Linked DNA regions of Zea mays: region 2 is linked to region 1. Evidence: chromatin contacts called from public Hi-C data. All regions are on one chromosome and are shown on one strand. The core of a region is the stretch at or near the end of the contact, and the rest is flanking DNA. Distances in the headings are between cores, read along the strand shown.

The links. Hi-C and Micro-C count contacts between places; a contact is called where the count stands out from the background.
Region 2: a contact with region 1 is called in a Hi-C map of bundle sheath, with 3 times the contacts expected there. The contact joins the promoter of LOC103643160 here to the promoter of LOC103643157 in region 1. A contact is called at or near these places in 2 of 25 Hi-C or Micro-C datasets (bundle sheath and ear).

Annotation. Positions count from the first base shown.
Region 1 is chr1:204,773,685-204,779,239 of Zm-B73-REFERENCE-NAM-5.0, forward strand. LOC103643157 (transcription factor bHLH30) reads left to right here and starts at 3,624. Exons shown (of 2, transcript XM_008666315.3): 1 at 3,624-3,875; 2 at 4,006-4,848. The coding sequence starts at 3,708. The coding sequence ends at 4,557. It overlaps LOC103164616 (PWWP domain protein), which reads left to right. Exons shown (of 8, transcript XM_008666314.3): 8 at 1-474. The coding sequence ends at 30.
Region 2 is chr1:205,002,082-205,007,123 of Zm-B73-REFERENCE-NAM-5.0, forward strand. LOC103643160 (ubiquitin carboxyl-terminal hydrolase 17-like) reads right to left here and starts at 3,663. Exons shown (of 11, transcript NM_001326697.1): 1 at 3,071-3,663; 2 at 600-1,515; 3 at 439-521. The coding sequence starts at 3,474.

The DNA.
Region 1 (5,555 bases), core at 2,374-4,873:
AACAATGGCGATGACGCCGGGGCAGCTTAGCGCACGCCAAAATAGGCAGAACAGGATCATGCAAACCCTAGCTCTGATCCCTCCATCAGGATCTCCGTTTGGCAGGAATGAAGAGGTTGCAGCCAGCCGTCAAAAACTCTAATTCACTTATGAGCGCCCTAAGAAACAGTCCGTGAGCCCCCCTAGCGTTTTGCAGTCCTGTCCTCTGCGCACCATGCCTAGTATCGCTGCTGCCATTCAGCTTGCTTTTGGGAGACGCCTATATATTGCGCCTGATCTGCTGAATTACGTAGCAGTTGCTATTAATCTATCCAGAAGACTTGGACTGAGTTTGATTGCTATGTAACCACGCGGTTGGTTCTGTACTTCTACGCAACTGTGCGACATTGGCCAATGTGGTGCCGTTGAACCTTATGTATTATTGTGCACCCCCATCACCATGTTATTACTAGCCCCCTTCGGCATTTCAGTTCAGCATTCAGCAGTTTTGCATGTTCAAGCAACGGGTATCGCTGCAAATGGGCAGCCTCCTGAACTGATGGATCAAATCTTGCTTGACCTCTCGCCTGGAGATCCTTCAGTGACGGTGAGGCTGCCGTCCAGAGGAGCAACACCATACGCGTCGAAGAGAGCCTGTCGGGGCGACACGATCACAAGGTGTCACGTAATTCCTAGCACGCCACTGAATGGCAGTGTCAAGTCTGTGGATGGAGCAAAGCTCACGAAGCATGAATCGTGACATGTCCCTGACGCTCGCTTCCAGCTTTCTTTCTTTTTCCGCTTCCCTTCTGCGCTGCAACCAAAGGGAAATACGAGTACTGGCTGTTGCGACGCGAGGGGACACGCGGTAAAGCTGCACAGTGAATTTGTCCCTCCCCCTCGTCTCGTTTCATCGGTCGCCATGAAAAGGGCGCCGTATGGTTACAGCGTTTGTTTTTTTACTGTATCTGGTGAAAAGTGTTTTTGGCAGAAACAATTCAGTATCCAGCAACATCGGCAAAGCCTTCTCCTGCTCTCCTGTCCGGCAGCTCCCACTACGTCCTTCGTTGTTTGGTCTCCAGAATCAAGATTAAGGGTCTAGGGAGTTTGTTAGGTGGGCTATTCACAACGGAGATTTCGTACCACTCTTTCTAATTAAGGCCGGGGAAAAAAATTCTCAAGGCAATCCAAGGGTTTGAGAATTTTTTAAACTATATAAGACATGTATTCTATCCCTAGCTTATTAGGCATGGAACAAATCCATAAAGATACTGCACAAGTTTATATTAGAATCTATGAATCAAAAAAAATTAGCTTTGAGAGATACATGCATTAAATGATGAATTTAATTCAACCATGAGATTGAGTTTGGGGTATAGATTCACTCAGTCCAAACCCAGATTAAATCCATGGTGGAATTTCATCCATTGTAACCGAACAAGGCCTAAAGTGTCATAAAACTTAAAATAAAACAATGTCTCTCAATGCAAAAATTTACTTCACTATTTCATAGACTAACATACAATTAAATGATGTAACTCAATGACTAATAGAATTTAGTAAAATATATAAAGATGAAATAAATCACGTATCACATGGTTTCTAAGATATTGGAAACGAGTTAACATAGTTTTATCCCCATGAAACTAGTTTTATCCTATGAAACTCAATTCTCTTAAATGCTATCTTAAATGCTATGACATGTCATCCAATAATTTGATGTGGCATATTATTAAACGTGTATGGAACCACCATAAAAGTACTATTAAGAATATCCTAAGGAACACTTTTTAGGTCCGAGTTTGACCACGTTATAGCGAATTTTAGGCCCCCACACCAAAGCACGAATCGTCTATCCACATCAAAGTACACACCACGATCATTCTCACATGTTTTTTTTTCTCTCTCGGTCTGCATGAGGTTTATTGGGGTCATTTATCTTAGATTAACTAGATCATTAAGTGATATCTTTCTATAGGGATCATTTATATTTAATTGGTGTCTTAGATTACCTAGACCATCAGGAGCAGAGCAAGTATAATAAGCTGACGTAAACGAGCTGAAAAATATGTCATGTCAAATTTATGATGAGGTGGAAGAAAGAGAAGTAAAGAGAGAAAAATGGACTACTCACTAGTAGCTAGTTGAGAGTGGGTTGCACACAGACTCTAAGACTATTTGTGAGAGAAGAAGGTAGACCAAGTATTAAATGTATAGCTTGTATGATTAGAGAATTGTTAGGGCCAGGGACGGAGGCAGCGGTGGGGCGGGCGAGGCTCGAGCCTCTCCTACCGCTGCCGAGTCTATGGAGCCTCACTATAGCCCCTCCTAAGATTTTTAGCTTACATATACAATGTAAGAGAGATTTCTATACTATACTAATTTAGTTTAGTCCCTTCTAAAAAATTTTCTGGCTCCGTCCCTGATTAGGGCAGCTGCAATGATGCACAACCACCTCTCTATAAGGAATCCATGTCGTTATCTATCCTATGTGGCAACAAATTAAATGAAGAAAGAAAGTGCTGTTATATATGAACCTAGAGTAAACCTATATGCAGAAACAGAGTGGGTGCAGAGAGTGTATTATAGAAGGTGTGCTATGTACACTATTGTGCTATAAACCTAGAGTAAACCTATATCCATATGAATTGGGAGGGATATATTGAGGGTGTTTAAATCTCAAATAAGTCAAAATTCTTCAATTTTTTTTCTAATCTCATCCAATCCATATGGGATGAGAATAACCAAAGAGGGCATAAAGCGATCTATATGCTCAAGCAGCTAACAATTGGTTAAATTGGGCTAGAATGGTAGATAGCGGCTAAATTATACTTGGAGCAAATAGCTAGATCTACTAATTATTAGCCATGAGTGTTACTAACAAATGTGTTAATAGTTCATTTACATATTTAAATCAGCTATTCAATCATCTATCAGTAGGCGGATCTGAACAATCATGATGTACTATAAATTTATCTCTTAAATTTGATGAAATAGCTTAATTTCTCGAAATAGTAAATCATTCCACTTGGTATAGCACTCCTACTTCGTATGAAATGGTTCGATTCTCTGGGGGCGGTGATTTTCCAAGTCGGCAAGCAGCATTTTGCCCGCCGACGCTTTTCGCTGACCAGCCGACAAGTTACGTTCCAAGGGGGGACGTGGAAAAGCAGCCCCGGTCCAGCAGGAATTCTGATCCGTCCCTCCCAGTCCCAAAGGCTGCCGCGCCCTGACGCAAAGCGTCGCGGCGATCAGCCACAGGCGCCGTGTCGCTCCCATGTCCCCGCGACACGGCTTCCCTGTCTCGCCTTCGCCTCCTTGCTCTGCGCCTGCTGCCCGCCCCCGAAAACTTCGGCTCTGCGGCCGACGAGGAAAAAGGCGTCGAAACCCTTCCCCTCCCCCTCCGCGCGCCAGGCGCCAAAACAGCCGTCGTCGCGGGGGCGCCGCGCTGACGCCACCCAGCCCACCCCGAACAAAAAGGAAGCGCACCGCGTGTCGGCGCGCGGCCCGAGCGCTGCGCAGTCACTGCGCCAGCCCAGCATGTCGTGGTCGCCCGCCCCCCTGGGGTTTCCCGCCATCGATAGGTGTCCTTTTTGAAAACCCCTGCCCGCGACGCTTCCGCTTCCAGACGACGATCGCCTAGCTCTACGAGCGTTTACGCATTACGCCAGCCCAGCTCGCTTGTCCGTTCAGTTTCTTGGGCGGCAGGTGGGCGAGGAGGTGGAGACATGGTGGCGACGGACGGAGAGGGGGAGCGATCGACGCCGGCGCCGGCGCCGGCGCCAGCGCTGCGGAAGGAGCGGGGCCGGAGCCACAGCGAGGCCGAGCGCAAGCGGCGGCAGCGGATCAACGCCCACCTCGCCACGCTCCGCACCCTCGTCCCCTCCGCATCCCGGGTACGTCAGTATGTGCGTGCGTGCGTTACACACGACTACCACACGAGAGACAAAACGATCGGAGCTGCAGCATGCATGGGATGCGTACGTGTGGTGGCTGACCTGACGACCCGCGCGCTCGATCGTGCAGATGGACAAGGCGGCGTTGCTGGGCGAGGTGGTGCGGTACGTGCGGGAGCTGCGCGAGAAGGCGAGCGACGCGGCGGCGGGGGTCGGCCTCGGCGTCATCCCGGGGGAGGGCGACGAGGTGGGCGTCGAGGAGGAGGACGGCTGCCGGTGGCGGCCAGCAGGTCGCCACCACGGCGCTGGCGGGATAGGGACGGACGCCGACGTCAGCCAGCCGCCGCCGCGGCGCGTCAGGGCGTGGGTGTGCTGCGACGACCGCCCGGGGCTCCTGTCCGACCTGGGCCGCGCCGTCCGGTCGGTCAGCAACGCGTGCCCCGTCCGCGTAGAGATCGCCACCGTCGGCGGGAGGACCCGCAGCGTCCTGGAGCTGGAGGTCTGTGACGACGGCGACGACGGCAGCGCAACTGCCGCGGGGAACGGGAGGGCGGTGGCGCTGTCCACGCTGCGCGCGGCCATGCGCGCCGTGCTGCTCAACCGCGACGAGCATGTTGTCGCCGCCGCCGGGGAAGGATACAAGCGGCCACGCTTCTCCGCGCAGATCGCCAGGGTTCAGTGAACGCCGTGCCGAGCTGCTAGGCCGTGCCAATATGAAGCGAGCGACTCCGTGTCCATGCTGAACTGCTGATGCATTGACCGTATAGCAGCACCGTACGTATGATCTTAAGGATTGTCAGGGTATACTGTTGGCGATAGTGGAATTTAGGGCAAGGTGTGGTGGTGATGCAAGGCTGGAACTGCAGTTGCAGCGCTGCATTGGCCGAAGCCCCGGAACAAAGTTTTGATATTTTGTAAGGGCTATATTTGAGCCTTCCCTACTCTAAAACGACGAATTAGGAGTTTGAATATATATATTACTATATTATGTAGCATTCAGAAAAAGAAAGGGGCCCCGATCGAGGAGTTCTTGGCGATTCAACATTTCATTATTATAGAAGGTCTGGCTCTCCGCACCATGTGATGGGCTATGCTTTTAAAATTTGTTTAACTTAACAATTCCTTGACTTGTGCATAACATAAAGGATCTTTCAAGTTTTCTCATGTTAACTGAACAATTCTTTTAATTCTTGTATAGAATAAAGAAGCTGAGTTGCATCGCAATATTATTCTATGTAATAGTGTAAGACTTGTTTCATGACACTAATTTTTAGCTCATGATGCGAGTGCTTCTCAAATTGATCGCCTCTTTCTTCTTTCCACATCATAAAGGATCATTTTGAATCTCGGTCAAACCACTACTTGGATTTGGCAATTATGGATCAATCTAGGGTGTAGGGAGTGTCTATCAAGGCTTAGAAAGGCTAGATATAGAAAGCACCAGAATCAGCATCTCTCAAAAGAGAAGGCTAGGGTATAATGGTATATATACTCAACTCCTAAAAGCTAGTTGAAACTTGAAAGAAACATGAACGCCTAAAAGGGAGGGTAAATTACGATAATTATTTTTTACACTAATCTAGGCATCTAATATTTCTTTTAAACAAAACTTATACGGATAACCAAGCGTTAATATGTGCAACTAAGGTTTTTCCTAAGTGTTATTATTTTTATCACAAA
Region 2 (5,042 bases), core at 2,413-4,912, 230 kb after region 1:
GCTATTTGTTTTCCATTTTAACTATATGGCTGTTATGACTTGTGAGTTTGACTTATCGCTGATTTGGTTCAGTTTGAGGCTTCAAATGAGGTAAGACTTGCTGTTTATTTCAGTTTAGTTTAATTTCAGGCTTCAAATGAGGTAAACCATGCTCTTTCTTCTTATATAAATGCTATATTGTCTATATGAAGCCATTATATAGGCAAACAGCCACTATATCGGCAAGTCGACGACTAGTCGACTGACTTATCGACTAGTCACCAAGTCGGTATCTTATCGACTTGAAAACCTTGATATGCACAAAGCAGACTTTAATGGAAGTAAATCACAAATATTCTTGGAGCATACACTTAAGATCTTACAAAAGGCAGATGCATAAAACCATAATGAGCAAGCACATGTATGCATGTCAGTTGACCTTCCTACTCTTACTTTTACCTGTTACCGAGGTTATGAAGACCAAAAGGGTGCAACTCAACCTTGCTGTAGAGCTTCACAAAAAGTTCATATGGGAAGAGAGTCTGAACAAAAGAAAACTATTAGCAGATACAAGAGAAATAAAAAGATGCTACATACAGAGAGATATTCAATTATCTTACCGATTCTGATGGATAATGCCTCACAACTTTTGGTGCAGTTTGCTGCCTGACCATTTTCTTCAGAGATGTTGCAAGGTTATTTGTTGTTGAGCCTGACCTATCTGAAGGTTTAAAACTTCTGTCAGGAAGACTATCTGCTACTTTAGATGAATTATTAGGTGTAATAGAAAGACTCCCACGAACTGAAGTGGCTTTGTCAACAGTCAATGCAGATGGCACAGGTTTCGTGCTCTGAATGCTGTCATTCCCAGCAGATTTTGTTTTAGACCTCTCAAGTTCTACATGAATAGGAGTCCTAGAACTTTTGGACTCCAAGACAACAGATGCAGCTGCGTGGGGAATGCTACTGTCTTCAAGCTCCCTGGTACTGCTTGTCTGAGAACAATCCTCAACAACACTGGCATCCTTAGCTCTTTGGTGTTCCTTGGAATGATTGCAGAATTCTTCGTTTACAAAACTGCTATGACCATTAATGTTTGGTGAAGAAGAATGAGAGTTACATGGCAATGCCTCATTTAAGTCCACGGTGGAAGAACCATCTTCAACAAAATTTGCATGTTTGATACTTGATCCCATCTTACTACTGTCAACAGACTGAATGTTTTGATCAATTTCAACTGTGCTGTTGGACTTATGACCTCCAGGAATCTCTGCACTGGTACATACTGCTTCAGAAGGCATATGTTTACTTTTACCATTTGAACTCTTCAAATCATGGTTTGCATCAGAAGTTTCAGATCCAACAGCTGGTTTGTTCATTTGAGCATCCTGTTTAACACCAACTGATGCATTCTCTTTGGCAGATTTTCCCACTTCAGCCTTTTCTTCTTCATCATCAGGCCTAGTATTAACACTTGGTGGATGGCATTCATCTTTGTGACCTTGTCTCCAGTGGGCTATCTGGCATTTGAAGGAACTGCAAAACAGTGTCATTCAAGTTTAGAAGCTAAGAAAGTCAACATCATTTGCTAACCCACGGATGTCCACACGATTTCACCCAGAAAAAAGAAACAGCAGGACCTTTCCAGCCACACATCACTTCACCTCAAAACTCATGCTATGCTACTAAATGAAGTGTAAACATCCCTGCAACACCAGAATGGATGCATGCCATTCCCACATGGCACATGTTCCTTTACTCTACCACTTGTTCCTATTTTATTTAGGCAATGTCCAACACTACCATTTTAATGACTCTAGGGAGTAACGAATGCCATCCATTCCACAGAAGATGTATGCATGCAAATAAATGATTGAAAAAAGGATTAGCAAGTAAAAGACAAATCTAGAAATACATCGTGTAAACTTGCAGAAAAGCATATGCATGATAGATCTACAGCATACTGGCCTCCATATCCTATCCATCAAAACAATTTCTCCACAATTCAAGAGTCTTGAAGTTCATAGGTAGATAGACAAATATGGGATGATGAGGTTCAGTGCATGTCATTTTTTAGTTAAAAATTGTAATAAAATATTAACTGTGTGGTATTATTGTAGGTTAGCTGGTGCATTGACTCACCGTCAAACAAGCATATCATGCACAGTACTTCCTAATGTCAAATACTACCTCAGGCTCACTATACTTGCTTTAGCCTCGTCAAATAATAGCTTCAAAATACTTGTTACACAACTTCGAGGTAACTTTGACCCATTTTTTGGCATGGTCCCTGAAAACACACTTTGATCATTGATTATATTATTGTTATATGTCCAGATCTAGTCTGGTACTCCAGTAGTATACTAGTATCGCATCACACATCCACACCCACACATAGATGAAAATTACTTAGATGTATAAGTAATTAATAATATGGAATAACTAGGTTTATGAACATTTCAGCATGAGAATAAAGTATGAATCATTTTCTGTCACATAGTCGAATATACAAACAGATCAATACCAAGTATTTTTGTCCATGAAATTGGTGACCTTGAGGCATGTAAAATAACATGCAAGTTACTACGAGAAGGTTACACCATAGCACATGTTGTGGCCTAATTTGATAAAAGAAAATACAGATTAAATTGGCAGGAACCTAGATTCTAAGTGGCAGAGACATGGAGACAGGGATGTGAAACAAACTGTTGATTTTGTAGGTACAAGCTATCAGGGACTCCGAGAATATGATATCCATCCAAAGCTCTATCGAATCCGAGTTTCTGTGAGGAATCAGCAACGCTGTGCATCGACCCAAGGTTATCGAGCGACGATTTAAAAACGGCCATAAGGATTAAATGAGGGTTAGCAGTGCCCTAAACCAGGGTAGCGTTCCCAAAGGTTTGGTGGAGAGTCTAAATTTTGTGTAATAACTAAAAAAATGTACCAATTACAGGACCCAATCCACTCCAAAATTGTGCAAATCACGTAGTATCTATGTTCCCACAAATTCCCCAATCACTGGATGGAATTAAACAAACTGGAGACTGAATCAGGGGGGCGGTGAAGGCAGGGATTCGCCCGCACTCACCAGTACTTGACGGCCTTGCACTGCTTGCACCTGAACGTGGTGGGCCTGAAGCACACCGCACAGACCCCCTTTGCCCCCACGGACGGCTGCGGCTGCGCGTCGAACTCCTCCTGCGCCGGGACCGGGACCGCCACCGGCGGCGGGCCCCACTCGGGCGCCCCCGCGGCGTGCACGACGCCCGGGAACAGCTCGGAGTAGTAGGCAAGCGCGGACTCGCGCTCCGCCAGCTCGGACTCCTCGGCAGCCAGCCGCGCGAGGCGGCGCACCTCCTCCCTCCGCGCCGCGGCCCGGCGCCAGCGGCCCCGCACCAGCAGCGCCACCGCCGGCACCACGACGAGCGCCACCAGCGCCAGCACCAGGGCCGCCGCCGCCGCCGCCGAGGACGACTCCGCCGCCTCCTCCATTGGGCCCCTGCAGCTCCCCTCCTCAGCCCGGTCCTCCTCCCCCTCCGCGCATAGATCTCGGCCCCGCCGCTCCTACTCGCCGGATCCGGGCCCCGATTCCCACCTAACCGGCGCAAACGCAAATCCGCTGCGAAAATTTCCCCCCTCCCTCTCAGGTTCGGGTTCGTTCCGTGCCTGGTCTGGTCTTGGGAAGTGGCGCGCGCAGAGGCAGGCCAGGCTGCAGCGGCAATGAAGGAAGGCACCAAGCAGCAGCCGGCGGGCAGCGGTACCCGTTTCCGGTCCGCGCACGCTCCCGAGGAATAATTAGACGACTTGTGGAGGGGGCGAGGTGCAAAAGGTGCTCGACGACGAGACAGGCAGGGAGACGGAGACGGGGCAAGTAAGTAAGGGCCTGATTGGTTGCCCGCATATAGGCCAACCAGGCTCACGGTATGCGGTCGTAGTGTGTTTGGTTGTAGGTTGCATCCACGTAACTAGGCGCGTGCTACTTTGCCGCTTGTTTGGTTTGCCGCATATGCATCAGCGCATGTGTCTCGCGATGCAAAAAAGGAGCTCGGGCCAGGCTCTAGAGATGCGACCAAAATCTGCGCATCTGTGGAGCCAGGCTCACGCGATGCACAGCCAGGCTGCCGCGGACCTGGCTCGCTCGGCCATGCTGCCTAGATACGGCAACCAATCAGGCCCTAACGGTACCGGCGGGGCAGCACAGCGGCGCTGACGCGCGGTACAAGAAAGGAATGGGTTCCGACTTCCGACGGACGGGACGGGACCGTGGGCTCTGGTTGTCCGTCCGTGCGTACGAGCGCGCCTGGCCGTCCGATGGGCCTCATCAGTTGGGTCCTGGCCGTTGATGGGATTTCTTTCCGCGGGGGCAAGTCCTCTGCTCGGACTCGGAGCAAGTGCTTAGTTTCCGCGGGAGAGGAAACGCGGGAAACTGTGTGGCGGTACCCGCCATTATTCCGGGGGACCCCACGTGCAGGCTGACGAGCGGACCCCATGCGAGATCTTGTCATGATCGATTTGTTTCCTCTTTGATTGGTGAGGTCTGTCTGGCTGAGTTTCTGATGGATATTGCGTGTTTATTGGAGTGCTAGTATCTCGGTGAAGGTACTTTTTTTATGAGGAAACTTCGGCAGGCCGATCTTTTCCCATTGTGTGGTTCCTTTGTGTCACGTCACTTGAGACGAACCTTAGTATTCTGATGCAAGTCGTTTCCTGCCAACATTCGGTTCCCATCCCCCCATGCTTAATGCGTCCAAAAAAAATAAAATCTGGTGACCTTCCAACTAGGCAAATGATCGTCCAGAAAAAGGTGACATAGGGATTATAGGAAGTTGATACAAGTGAACTTTGCCGACAGAAACTAGGCAGTGTGTGTTCACCGAACCAGGCCTCCATTTTCCAGCGACTTTTGCTCCACCCACCCAACAATTTCCGTCCGAGATTTTCCGCGTCCTAGGTTGGATTGGACTTGCTTGGAGTTGCGCGCGCGGACCAAGCGTCAACTACCGCTACAGAGAAACGAGTAGAAGCAGCATGGCCGCACGCACGGGCGCAAGCGTGTGAGG